Linked DNA regions of Mus musculus: region 1 is linked to region 2. The links are chromatin contacts, called in public Hi-C maps. All regions are on one chromosome and are shown on one strand. Each heading gives the region's core, a stretch centred on a gene start, on an enhancer-like site or on the middle of the called end of the contact. The rest is flanking DNA. Distances are from core to core; before and after follow the strand shown. Region 1 overlaps Pde3a (phosphodiesterase 3A, cGMP inhibited). Region 2 overlaps Pde3a (phosphodiesterase 3A, cGMP inhibited).

What was found. Hi-C and Micro-C count contacts between places; a contact is called where the count stands out from the background.
Region 1: a contact with region 2 is called in a Hi-C map of uterus, with 2.4 times the contacts expected there. The contact joins two enhancer-like sites. A contact is called at or near these places in 5 of 484 Hi-C or Micro-C datasets (embryonic stem cells, morula, muscle stem cells and 1 more) and 2 of 115 datasets of contacts at active chromatin or transcription factors (embryonic stem cells and heart atrium).

Annotation. Positions count from the first base shown.
Region 1 is chr6:141,378,756-141,384,538 of GRCm38.p6, forward strand. All of the region lies in intron 1 of Pde3a (phosphodiesterase 3A, cGMP inhibited), which reads left to right. Among named protein-coding and RNA genes, the nearest start is that of Gm10400, 41 kb to the left of the region's middle. Within about 2 kb of position 2,981, at least 53 of the 459 cell types and tissues checked have an H3K27ac peak or open chromatin away from gene starts, as enhancers often do. A contact at or near this core is called in muscle stem cells and uterus, where this site is marked.
Region 2 is chr6:141,308,946-141,315,440 of GRCm38.p6, forward strand. The region is part of intron 1 of Pde3a (phosphodiesterase 3A, cGMP inhibited); the gene reads left to right. Among named protein-coding and RNA genes, the nearest start is that of Gm10400, 28 kb to the right of the region's middle. Within about 2 kb of position 2,881, at least 20 of the 459 cell types and tissues checked have an H3K27ac peak or open chromatin away from gene starts, as enhancers often do. A contact at or near this core is called in muscle stem cells and uterus, where this site is marked.

The DNA.
Region 1 (5,783 bases), core at 1,731-4,230, 70 kb after region 2:
GTGTCTCCAATCTAACTTACCTCCTCCTCTGTGTTAGTCACCAAGTAGTGCCTTCTTGTGGCCAAAGGATGAGGCTTTAGCACTGCTTTGGAGCTCTGGGCAAGTAACTAGCCCCTTTATACCTCTGTCTTCTCATCTGTATAATAGGCATAGTAATATACATGTTGAGAAGATTGAATGTAGTCACTCATATAGCATAATTGGGATAATGTGAAGGCATGTTATTTATTATTTGTATTTTTATCACTATTTTTAATTTAAGAGATATTTTAATAATATGTATTAATTTATTTATATCTATGTATGTGGGTATATACATGTGAGTATAGGTACCTGCAGAGGCCAGAAGAGGATATCAGATTCTCAGGAGCTGGAGTTACTATTGGTTGTAAGCTACTTGATGTGGGTACTGGAATCCAAACTTGGATCCTCTGTATGAGAACTCTCAATCATGGAGCTATTGCTCCAGCCCCTTGTTGGAGAGTCTCTAAGGTTTCTGAAAAAGCATAATTTGAGGGACTGCCATGTTGACTTCTAGAATGATCCTGGTGTCATTTCTTTATAAAAGCCAGGGGAGAGATTCCAAGCTCTCTTGAGCCTTTTTTTTTTAATGTCATCTTTCATTTCCTTGACATGTACCTCTAATACTATCTTTTCAAAAATGTCCTGTTGAGGAAGAATAGAAATTGTGCCTTAAACAGGGACCCCATAATGTCAGAATTGTCATTCCATAGCAGCATGAGTTCCTGTCTGTATGACTTGCCACTTACGGGTTTTGGCTCTTATTCTGTGTAACATTAGTGTTCTCTGCATGTAGACTGAGTGAAAATCTTGCATTATACAGCTTCCTCTTGCTGCAAAACACGAGACGATCAACAAAAGAGAAGTGTTCTTTGGGTCATGGGCCTCAGGGTTGTAGTCCATGGCTGCTTGCTCTCTTCCTATGCCCTGGGATTTCACAGAGCATCATGGTAGGAGATTGTGGTGGAAAAGTCCTGTTCACTGCATAGTGGACAGGAAGCAAAGAGACCAAAAGGAACTGGAACACTGATGTGTTCTTCATTAGCACATTCCTGAAGCCCCAGCCGGTGCTCCTGGTAGACCCACCTTTGGATGAGATTAAACCTTCTCCCAATAGCATCACAGGCCCAGGCCACTCCAGTTGCACACTAGAGGACAGGGTAGTATAGACATGATAAACTTCACTGCCTTGCAAGCTAGTGTATGCATACCACCCTAACACACAGAAGGCTGAGAGTTGCCTCTATGGTTCGACTATTTCAGGGAAAAAATTACCCACTTTACAAAATATTTCTATGCTTTTCTTGGAAGGTGTTATTAGATTCTTGGCTGGGTGTTCTCACATGTGCTGCGAGGAGTATGCTAGGAGTCTCTCGGTTGCAGGGGAGGGAGAGAAGATTTGGCAAGACCAGGAGAATATAAAACAAGAGTAAAGAAGCATAGCTTTGTTTGTTGGTGCAGTCAACTGTAGAAGAGCAACCCTTCTGTCTCTGAAGATGAAAAAGCACTGAAACAGACTCAGGGTCTCTGTTCGTGGTAGAAGAAACCTTGGATGCTGGCATCAATTTAGAACAAAGATAATTACTAATAAAAACGTGAAACAATCATAGCTAACTTTCCTTTCTCCTCTCAACTGGTACAAAAATAATTCCTTGGCATTTCTGTAAGGATGGAGACATTGCAATGTAGTCAACATGTGCAGTTTCGAGCTTCTTATACTTTGGCTTATGCCCGTAGCAGGAATCTTCACCTCTTATGTCCTGGGCCTCTCCCATCTTCCTCTGGCTGCAAGGTCTCTGTGAGCAACTCTGTTGGGTCTCATCTAGAGGCTTTGAGGCTTTCTTTGACCAGCCAGTATTCTTTCTTTCTTATTGAGATGGCTTTGTATTTTTCTTTTTACAAATTACATTTATTTATTGAAAAGGTTCCTACATGTATACAAGGTGTTTTGATCTTAGTTGCTGTTCCCTACCGTCTCTGCCCAAATCCCTCTCTCCCACTAGGAATCACCATCCTTTTCCCCTCCTGTCTTGCCTACATTGAAATTTTCTGAAAGTTCATCTGTGCATAAGTTTCCATACTGTAACCAGGAACTTAAAAGTCACTGGAAAATTGGCATTCATATCAAATGAGTTTGTTGTGATGAAAGCAAGACAACAGAGGGAATTGAATAACGGCCTGTGTACCGAGCCTTCTGGACCTCTAAGCATCTGGAAGAACAGCCTAAGGCTCTGCAGATGATCTAAAACCCACTTAATAGGTTTATAATGAGGCATGTGGTTCTTGTGGGAGTAGAGGCGGCTCAGGAAACGCTATCGTCCACTCTGCTTTTGAAAACATTTAATGCCATTTACTGTAGCACTGTTCTTCAAGTGATTTCATGCTCAGCTTTACTGACTCGTATTTTATGTCAGCTTGAGTTTGTATTAATAGGACGAGATTCGGCACTGCTGCCTCTGAGGCTCTCCGCGAAGCCAGCCGCAGAGCTCTCGAGATGTACTCACATATTAATCTAACTAGGAAACATTTTCTTTGTGTTTTTACCAGGATGGATACGATGGCGGGTGCATAATTAAATACCAAACGTTTGCAAAGATGCATGTTTTACTGTTTTACCCTTTCTGATTAGATAGCCAGGAGGGTTAGCTGAGTGTTTCTAATCTTATATTTGCTGATAATGTTTACATAACCTCATGCTTGTCCCTGCCCTCTCTTTCCTTCTCTTAGTAATGAAAACATTGCTTCTGGCATTAGGCGGGGGCCAGATAAATAGAGGCTGTGAGCACTGTGCAGTATTCCTTTCCATCCCCGTCAGTCCTCCCCTCTCCAACTCTGCCTTTCTTGGCATCTTTCTGTTCTCTGTTTGTCAGAGTTCTCACTGTGACGTAAAGGCCTCGCAGAGAGTGACCCCCGAGGCAAACCTGTAAAACATTATACAACTCGAGTCAAGGCTCCTCTTAGCACTGCAGCTGGCCCAGCACTGACATATGGCAGCAAGCATATTTTAAAAAGAAGACATGGCTTGACAAAGAACATAGTCTCTTGCAGAAAGGTTTACGCTGGCACTCCTTGCTGTTTATAATACCCGATGCCAGGGGCAAGACTCCTTTCCTCCCATTATATCATTATTTTACTGTTTAAGCCCATCACTTCATATGGGAGATGGCTGACTAAAATGTAGAAGCAGACATTTTGTGTTTGTGTGTGTAACTTTAAAGTGAAAAAAGTCTACAGTCACAATATTTTTCAGATTCTACCCGGCCAGCTGGTGGTGTTCTGGCGTCTGATGGGAAGGGAGGGTGTCTGTGAGGACAGACCCATGCTCTAGAGCAGGACTTGAAAAATAGGACATACCTGAGCTATTCCCCCACACTTCAGAGCACCTCTGCTTCCACTCCATTCCTACCTTTGAAACCCAGCATCTGGCTTCATGGAGGATATGGGAGCGTTCTGTGGTTTGAATGGCACGGATAATGGTGGTGAATAGTGCACTATGGTGCACACTTATAGTGGCATTTGGGTTGTTGGCCCTGGATCAGTAGTGACTCCTTGGATCAGAGTCATAGTCAACCACACAGAAGATCTAGAAGCCAACCAGGATTAGTGAATTAGAATCCCATTTACTGCTATAGGGATTCTCTGTTTCCATTTAAACGACTCCTTCTTTTGTGATTGATGTTTTAGTGTTTGAGATGCCGATATGTCCGTTATCTTTCTGGGTCCTGCTGTATCTGTAGTAATTTAATAATGAGACATTGCTCGTTAAGGTACATTGATAGATACAAGCCAATTTACAACTGAGGCCACAGAGGAAGGAAAAGATATCTGACCTCCCTAAACTCATTTTTATGGTAGTGCAACCGGAGCTGGGATTTTAACATCCCACAAACTGATGCTAACAACACATTTGTGAACACTATGATAGAACAAACCGAGTGGAACCCGAGGTGTGCTTTTATAGAAGGAACTGCTGTGAACTCCACAGCTTTGGAATTGATCTGGCTGGGGTGAACAGGAGTGAAGAAATGACAGGCACCCATACAGAGCAGAAGGGATGGTGTGAGCTATGGACTGTGATGGAGACACAGCAGCAGCAGTCAGGAAACTCAGTGCATGTATCAGCTACAGCATCAGGGAGGAGGTGGGGTGAGACGTCTCTGAAGAGATGTGGTCTCAGGTTGTAGTCAACATCCTGGATGAGGAAGCTGCAGTTGATACTGCACACACTGCCTTTAGTGAAAGGTTAATTATTTGTCAGCATCTGTACTCTGAGGGGGGTAGGCATTGTCATTCTGAGCCTGACTCAGGGAAGGCCTGTCCATTTCCATGGGTCAGAGACATTGGTGTCCTTATCATGGCCATGTTCTTGTTAGTAATACACATTCATTCAAGACCTTTTAGCTCCCCACAAAGAACATACTATTCATGTACAATACACTATGTATAAACTACTGATTTTTTTTATTTTTGTTATGTGTATACACGATTGTTTATATGGAGGTAAGGACATATGTGAGTTCAGTATCTACAGACACCAGAAGAGAGTGTTGGTGTTTATGGAGGTAATCAGATTATAATAAATTCCATGTGGTATGCCCTTCTCCCACTTGATCAAATTAAAACTGGTATGTGTGAGTATACAGACAAATACACCAAGGGAAGCTGACACTTGAAAACAGAGGGAAGGTTCCAATGTATCCACTGAGTAAAGAAAAGCAGTGTTGAAGCAAAACACCAGCAGCTAGGGTGAGACAGGGAGGTTTCCAAAGGAATAAATTGTTGTGGAACAGTGGTATGGATAACTGCCCACCTAAGACACCTAGTCCATTGCCTAGGAGCTATCCATCTTTACATTACTGGTTGTGGCCTTTGGAGAACCATGAAGATTGTTGGTTGGCTGCAAGCATCCTTATTGTCAGCCCTGCACCCAGTTTGATTTGCACATTCAGGGCTTAGTGTCCAACTCTAAAAATTGCATCTTTTTATTCTTTCCTGATGAAATACCAGATACTACGATAAGTTGTTAAGAAAGTACCATTCTAGTATCATTGTTATTTTTCTTATTGTATTTATCTTTAGTACATGAACAGAGTGATTGATTCCAGCTTCTGGAATCGAAGAGTTTTGGGTGCAGACTCTTCCATAAATGAACACTTGACCATGAAGAGATAAGTCCCTTTTCCATTTCACACAGTTGACGAATAAAGTCTAATGTAGACTATGATTGTGTCTCATATTTGCTTAGTGTAGACACACAAGCTAAAGCTTATAATCTTTGCCACGATCTGTAGTCCTACAGGCACCTACACATGACCTTTGGACCCTCCCATGGTTACTTCCTTCAGACAAGGAAAGATATCTATCTATCTATCTATCTATCTATCTATCTATCTATCTATCTATCTATCTATCTATCTATCTATCTATCCTACATTCCATGAAATTCAGCATGGGCACCAAATTACAGTTTCAAGTATAGTGTTTAAAGTATTGGCTAGGAGGATGAGTTCATATTGGTGACTCTTTAACAGATTTATTTTTAAAATTTTATTGGTTATTTTATGTATTTACATTTCAAATGTTATCCCCTTCCCCATTTCTCCTCTGAACCCCCCCTATACCACCCCTCTCCCCCTGTTTCTAAGACAGTGCTCCCCCACCCACCCACCCACTCTCACCTCACCATCCTAGCATTCTCCTACATTGGCACATTGAGCCTTCACAGGACCAAGGGTTTCCCTACCCATTGATGCAAGATAAGG
Region 2 (6,495 bases), core at 1,631-4,130:
TGTTTCTTTAGCTTGTGTGTGTGTGAGTCTGTCTGTCTGTCTGTCTGTCTGTCTGGAGGGGTGTATATATGTGCACCATGTGTGTACAGTGTCTGGAAAGCCAGAAGAGGACATAAGATTCCCTGGGACTGGGGAATGAGCAGTTGTAAGAGTCTGGAAACTGAACTCGGGTCCTTTGGAAGAACAGCAATGCTCTTAACCACTGGGCTGTCTCTTTAGCCCCCAGACTTGTTCTTAGTGGGCCAAAGGTGAATCTATTAGAGTTCCTGTGTTGCTGACTTAGATTCAGTCCCATTCACTCAAATAAACTTTATGCATTTACACAATTATTGGATAGCCTTTTCTTGGACACTGTGGCGATAATGTGAGTTTGTTTAAAATCTAGAATACATTGTAACTCACCAATCATTCAAATAAATAAGTCATATTTGTGTGTATAGAATATGCATGTGTATATATGTATGTGTGTGCAAGTGTGTGCATACATATGTATATAAGTATTTTTGTGTGTGTTCATGTGTATATATGTATGTGTGTATGTGTGTGCATGCATGCATGAATATATATATGTATATATTACACACGCATATGTGTTTGTGTGGGTGTGTCTGTGTGTGTGTGTGTGTGTATGTGTGTGTATTTGTGTGTGTTGAGACAGACTCTTTTCCCTGTATTCCACCAGGTGAACTTGGAGCTCTTGATCCTCTTTCTTGGCCGCTCCTTTGCTTGGATGACAAGTCTGAACGACCACATCCAGGTCTAATCATAACTGTCTTTATATTTTTTGCAGTCTGTAAGGCTTCCTTAGGAATTGCTTGTTTCTGGCTGGCTGGTTGCATTTCCCGTAAGTGTAGAGGATTTGGTGACAGGAAGTATTATCACCTTGCTTGTATCCAGTTGTTTCTTATACATTGTGGGAAAACACCATAACCCAAACTACATTATTTGAATTATTTTCATTATTTTTCTTAAAGATGTATTCATTTTTATCTATGTCTATGTTCTGAGTTTCTGTCACATATACTTCTAAGCCAAGAGCCATTTATCCATCAAAACCAAGAGATGAAAAAAACAAACAAACAAAAAACAATATTAAGTAATGGCGCCACCTTAAGGAAGAAGTTAGGTAAAGCACGATGAGTCCTTACTGAGCACCTACTACCAAAGCCCCGGAGAGGAAGGGATTATGAGAGAGAAAGTCAATGTATGTTTAGTTTTGGCTGGCAGACTATGTTTCCTTTTTGAATCTCACTGAAGCTTCAAATCCCAGCTTGTGTGTTCAAGGTCAGGCTGTCTGTTTTTGTGACATTCAGGCAGCCCCCTCAATGCAGCATCTGCTATGTTTTGTTGTATGTTCGTAGGCTTGAACTCTGATGTGCTCCCCCTAAATGTTTTTATATTTTATTTGTGTGTTTTTCCCAAGTAACCTTCTTCTGAGTTCACAGTTTTATGTGAACCGTAGTTAAACTCCCTTTTCCATGACTTGTAGCCTATGGTATTTAACTGTTTGCTGGGATAGCCTTCCCAAGTAAACATAAGAGGACAAGGGTATTCTCGAAGAGCAGTGCCCTCGGAGAGGCTTCTCCAAGGTGACTCTGCTGCTTGCTCGTGAGGGTTTAGATATTTAAACACAGGGCTTAGCACACTGCCTCATTGTCTTCCAAAGGTCATTAAAACACTCGACCCTTGGCAAAGAAGAAGCTTTAAAATTTTTGAAGGCAGTGTAACCTTTTACAACCTCGTCCACCAGTGTCTTCAAAACAGAGGAGAGGAGAATCACATTGGTTAGCATTGCAGCTGGGCAATACTGACCCTACAATTTAAAAACCAACCATTGCATGCGGTTTGAGACAAACAGAAATCTGGGGCTGTAGTTTTTCTGACTTAATAGAACATGAATCCTTTTTGTACATGTTCCTTTAATCGGTTTTCATTTTTAAGGCAACCCACTAGGTTTGTCTGTTTTTGAAAATTTTTACAATTTTACTTTGTGTGTGTGTGTGTGCATGTGTGTATGTATGTATGACAGAAGACATCTTTACAGACTGTCCTCCACCATGTGCTTCATATATATATATATGTGTGTGTGTGTGCATTTGTGAATGTATGTGGGTCTGTGTATATATATATGTGTGTGTTTGTGTTTGTATGTGTGTGTATATATATGTATTTTTGTGTTCATGTTTATGTGTATGTTTGTGTGTGTATGTGTGTGTGTATTAGTATGAGTGTGTGTTGTGCATATGAGCGTGTGTATGAGTGTTTGTGTGTATCTGTGTGTATGAACATGTGTGTATCTGTTTGTGTGTCTGTGTGTATATGTGTGTCTTTGGGTATGTGTGTATGTATGCATGTATGTATGTTTATGTGTCTGTCTGTGTGTATGTATATATTTGTATATGTGTGTCTGTGTTTGTGTGTGTACTTGTGCATATGTATGTATGTGTGTATCTGTGTTCCTATGTGTGTGTGAGTGTACTTGTGTATGGAGCTGGAGTTATCCTTGCCGTTATCTTTGTTGTTCCCCAGTCTCCCCAGTTTGGCTTGGTCCACTGTCCACTGAGCCCCAGAGGCATGTGTCTCCCACATCCAGCTCTGGGATTACAAATGTATGCTGCTTCCATCTATCGTTCTGAAGGGTAAACTCAAGTCCTCAGACACTGTGGCTAGTACAGCAGTCAAGACAGGCCTGCCACTCCTCATGTCTTTCTCTATTTCTCTGTGATCATTTTCAAGTCTGTGGGTCCCGTAGCGGTTCACACTAACGCTGGGGCCCACGCCATGGTTCTCATGAGAACTCAGAGAGCACAGCCATGTGGAGTGTTAGGCCTGTTAGCTGAGTCAGAGACACAGCTGCAAGCATTCAGAAAACACTTGCAGATGTCACTTGTGGATCAGAGACTGTTGGATGGCTTAGCGTTGTGCTCTAGACAGTGTGGATAAGCGTGGGCATGGCCCCATCAACCAGACCTGCCATCTTGGTTTTTTTTTCCCCCCCCAGGAAATCAGACCCAGGGTAAGGTAATAAAACAAGCTCCCAAAGGCTGCTCTTACAGCCATAAAAGCACCAGGAGCCAACAGTGTCAAAGCTTGAAGGATGATAACTCCTGTTTTTATTTCTTTCTTTGTTTCTCCAAACAGAAAGTGGTTACGCATTTCTAGGAAGACACCAGGCAAACGCCTTTGGTAAAAGGCAGATATCGATTGCTTTAGAAACGGATCGGAGTGTTCAGCTTTAGCACAAAGTTTGAACTCTGGGTTTGAAAAGAAGAACTTTTATATTTTTGGTTGTGAGCCTAGCCTTTAACGGCTGAGCCAGTGCCTGGCAAACACAGAAGTGGATGCTCACAGTCAGCTATTGGATGGATCACAGGGCCCCCAGTGGAGGAGCTAGAGAAAGTACCCAAGGGGCTGAAGGGATCTGCAACCCTATAGGTGGAACAACACTATGAACTAACCAGTACCCCCTGAGCTCGTGTCTCTAGCTGCATATGTATCAGAAGATGGCCTAGTCGGCCATCATTGGGAAGAGAAGCCCCTTGGTCTTGCAAACTTTATATGCCCCAGTACAGGGGAACACCAGGGCCAAGAAGTGGGAGTGGGCAGGTAAGGGAGCAGGGCCAGGGGAGGGTATAGGTGACTTTCGGGATAGCATTTGAAATGTAAATGAAGAAAATACCTAATAAAAAATTGGAAAAAAAATAAAATAAAAGGAGTAAGAAACAAAAGAAAAAAGAAAAGAAGAACTTGAATTGAATATATTATTCAAATATGAATACGTCTTCAGTTTTACGTTTGTTTTCCAGGGGCCCAAGCATGAGATAGACTACTTGATATTGTATAAGAAAAGCAATAAAGGACAACACAATTGTCAGCTGATATTGTCCATCCTGTGTAATGCTGGCTTCTTCCACGCATGCTCTTAGGGCATTCCTTGCAGTCACTTCCAGAACCTCATAGAGTTTGGGAAGTACTAGAAGCTAGCAGGAAACTGGCAGAGCATGTGCAGTGTGCAGCTTTCCTACACACGGGTGTTCAGTCGTCTTCAGTCGTCTTCCCATGTCTAAGTACTCACAATAGCAAATGCAGACAGCTCTTGGGCATGCAGGGACATGGTGTTCTGTGAGTGCTTTATTCACCAAAATTGTCATGGCTTGAAGCGTATCCGGCTTCAAGTTAGTTGTTCTTCAGTCTCTCTCTCTTTTTTATTCCTTTTTAAAAAATGGATATTTTCTTTATTTATGTTTCAAATATTATCCCATTTCCTGGTTCTTCAGTCTCTTGAGTTTCCTGCCAATGTATGGCTCACCCAAATACCATATGCCATGCAAGGAATGCTCCATACAGCTTCCCCTAATGGTCACAGTGAGCATTGCATCTATGGGCAATGGTCTGTCCTAACAGCCTAAGTGCCTCGCTTGCATTGAAAACGTAGTTTACCATGTGGTAGGTAACCAGCCTGGCACACATCACCCTTGCATTTATTTACTCCTTATTTACAAAAAGAACAAATTGTCTGAAGCAAGTAGGATAGGTTAAAGGATTTGGAAAGGATGGCGAGCTGAGTGTGGGGCTCCTCCATGACATCAGCTGAGGTCTCTGTGTTGATAGAACAAGCTTTCTCATTATCCTTGTCAGAATGCCCAGAGACGGCTTTAAATATATAATGCCGCAGAGGCCATTTAGAATATGCTGTGCATCCAATGTTCAGTGAAGAAAGAAAGGAAAAAAAGACTGGGACACTTTCCTACTGGAGGTAAGTCATGTACTGAGTTCTTCTTGGGTTTGTCTGCCTTCTCTGAACACAAGATTTCTTACCCCTGCCCACACACACCAGCCTCAGTAAAGGCATCTTTACTGAGTATTCCATAAAAACCTTAATGGAAGACAAATCTCAGTGTTCTTTTTTTGTACCTCCGGACTCTTCTTCCAGGGAGAAAAGAACACCCATTTCTTGGTACATGCTCTTGTATATGTAGAGGCTGGAGGTGACTGCTAAGTGCTTCTCTAAATTGCTACCACTCTCTTTTATTACTGTTTCGTTCTTTTGAGACAGGGTCTCTCATTGGACCTGGATTTTTCTGATTCACCTATACTATCCAGCAACTGAGCTCCAGGAGCTGTGCTGGGATTATATCTGTGTACCATCAGGAGTAACTTTTTAGTGTGGATGCTGGGTGTCTGGACTGGGGCTCTTGTGCTGTTAGAACAAGCACTTCACCCACTGATCCATCCTCCTAGTCTCTACATGTCAATTTTTGCACATAGCTTCTCCATAAAAGGCTTATAAGGTGTTTTGGTGTTCAGTGAGATGGCCTTCTGTCTTGTACGTACAGACACACACACACTGGCACACACACACAGAGCCTGGGTTTGGAGATGTACATGTTTAATCCCAACACTGGGAATGCTAAGGGAGGAAGATAACTGTGAGATGGAGGCTAGCCTGGCCTACATAATAAGTTCCAGGTCAACTTGAACTACAAAGTAAGACTATTGCTCAAAACAAAAAACAAACAAACAAGCAAACAAAGTCATACAACAAATAAAAATAAACAGATGAGCAAACTCTGTTCCCTTGTGTGAAATCTTTAGAATTCTCAATTCTTTTCTGACTCTGCAATGCCTTCTAGTAGAATCTAGGCTTGACTTTTCTTTTCTTTTTTTTTTCTTTTTGTTTTTTTGTTTTTGTTTTTTTTTTCTGTTTGTTTGTTTTGTTTTTGTTTTTTCAAGACAGGGTTTCTCTGTATAGCCCTGGCTGTCCTTGAACTCAATTTGTAGACCAGGCTGTCCTCGAACTCAGAAATCTGCCTGCCTCTGCCTCCCAAATGCTAGGATTAAAGGTGTGCGCCACCATGCCTGGCTCCTAGGCTTTGCCTTTCAACACACAGTATTGCAAAGATTTCTCTGGGAAGTAGAAAAGATGGATGATGTGAATGTCATTCATTTGTTGATGGACTCTATTCTAGGATAGAATCACAAAACTTGCCTCTGATTGCTGGCTCCTGTTGGTGAGCTCTGGTTAAGTCACCTGGCTTAGTGACCCATTATTCTCTGCTTTTGCAAATGCTGCTTCATGGGTCAGTCATTATGAGGACACACTGGAAGTGTCGCATGCTTTCATCTTGTGATAGGGGTCCTGAGCTGGCCATTGGGTGGGGTGTAAGGGGTTGGGTCTGAAACACCAGGGTGGCATAGTCATTCTTCCTACCTTACAGAAAAGCATAGTCAACAGAGTTAAATAAGTGAACCTCAGCTTTGTTCTTCCTGCTTGCCTTTCACCCCTGTGGTCTCTGCTTTTCCTTAACTTCAGTGGTCACAAGTGTGATTTTTCTTCAGGGAGAAGTTGTTGTTCTCTGTGGTAGATTGATTGAAAATGACCCCTAAAGGCTCATATATTTGAACGCTTCATCCCCAGTTGGTGGAACTGTTTGGGGAGGATCAGGAGGTGTGGCTTTGTTGGAGGAGGCGTGTTACTGGGGGTGGGTTTTTAGA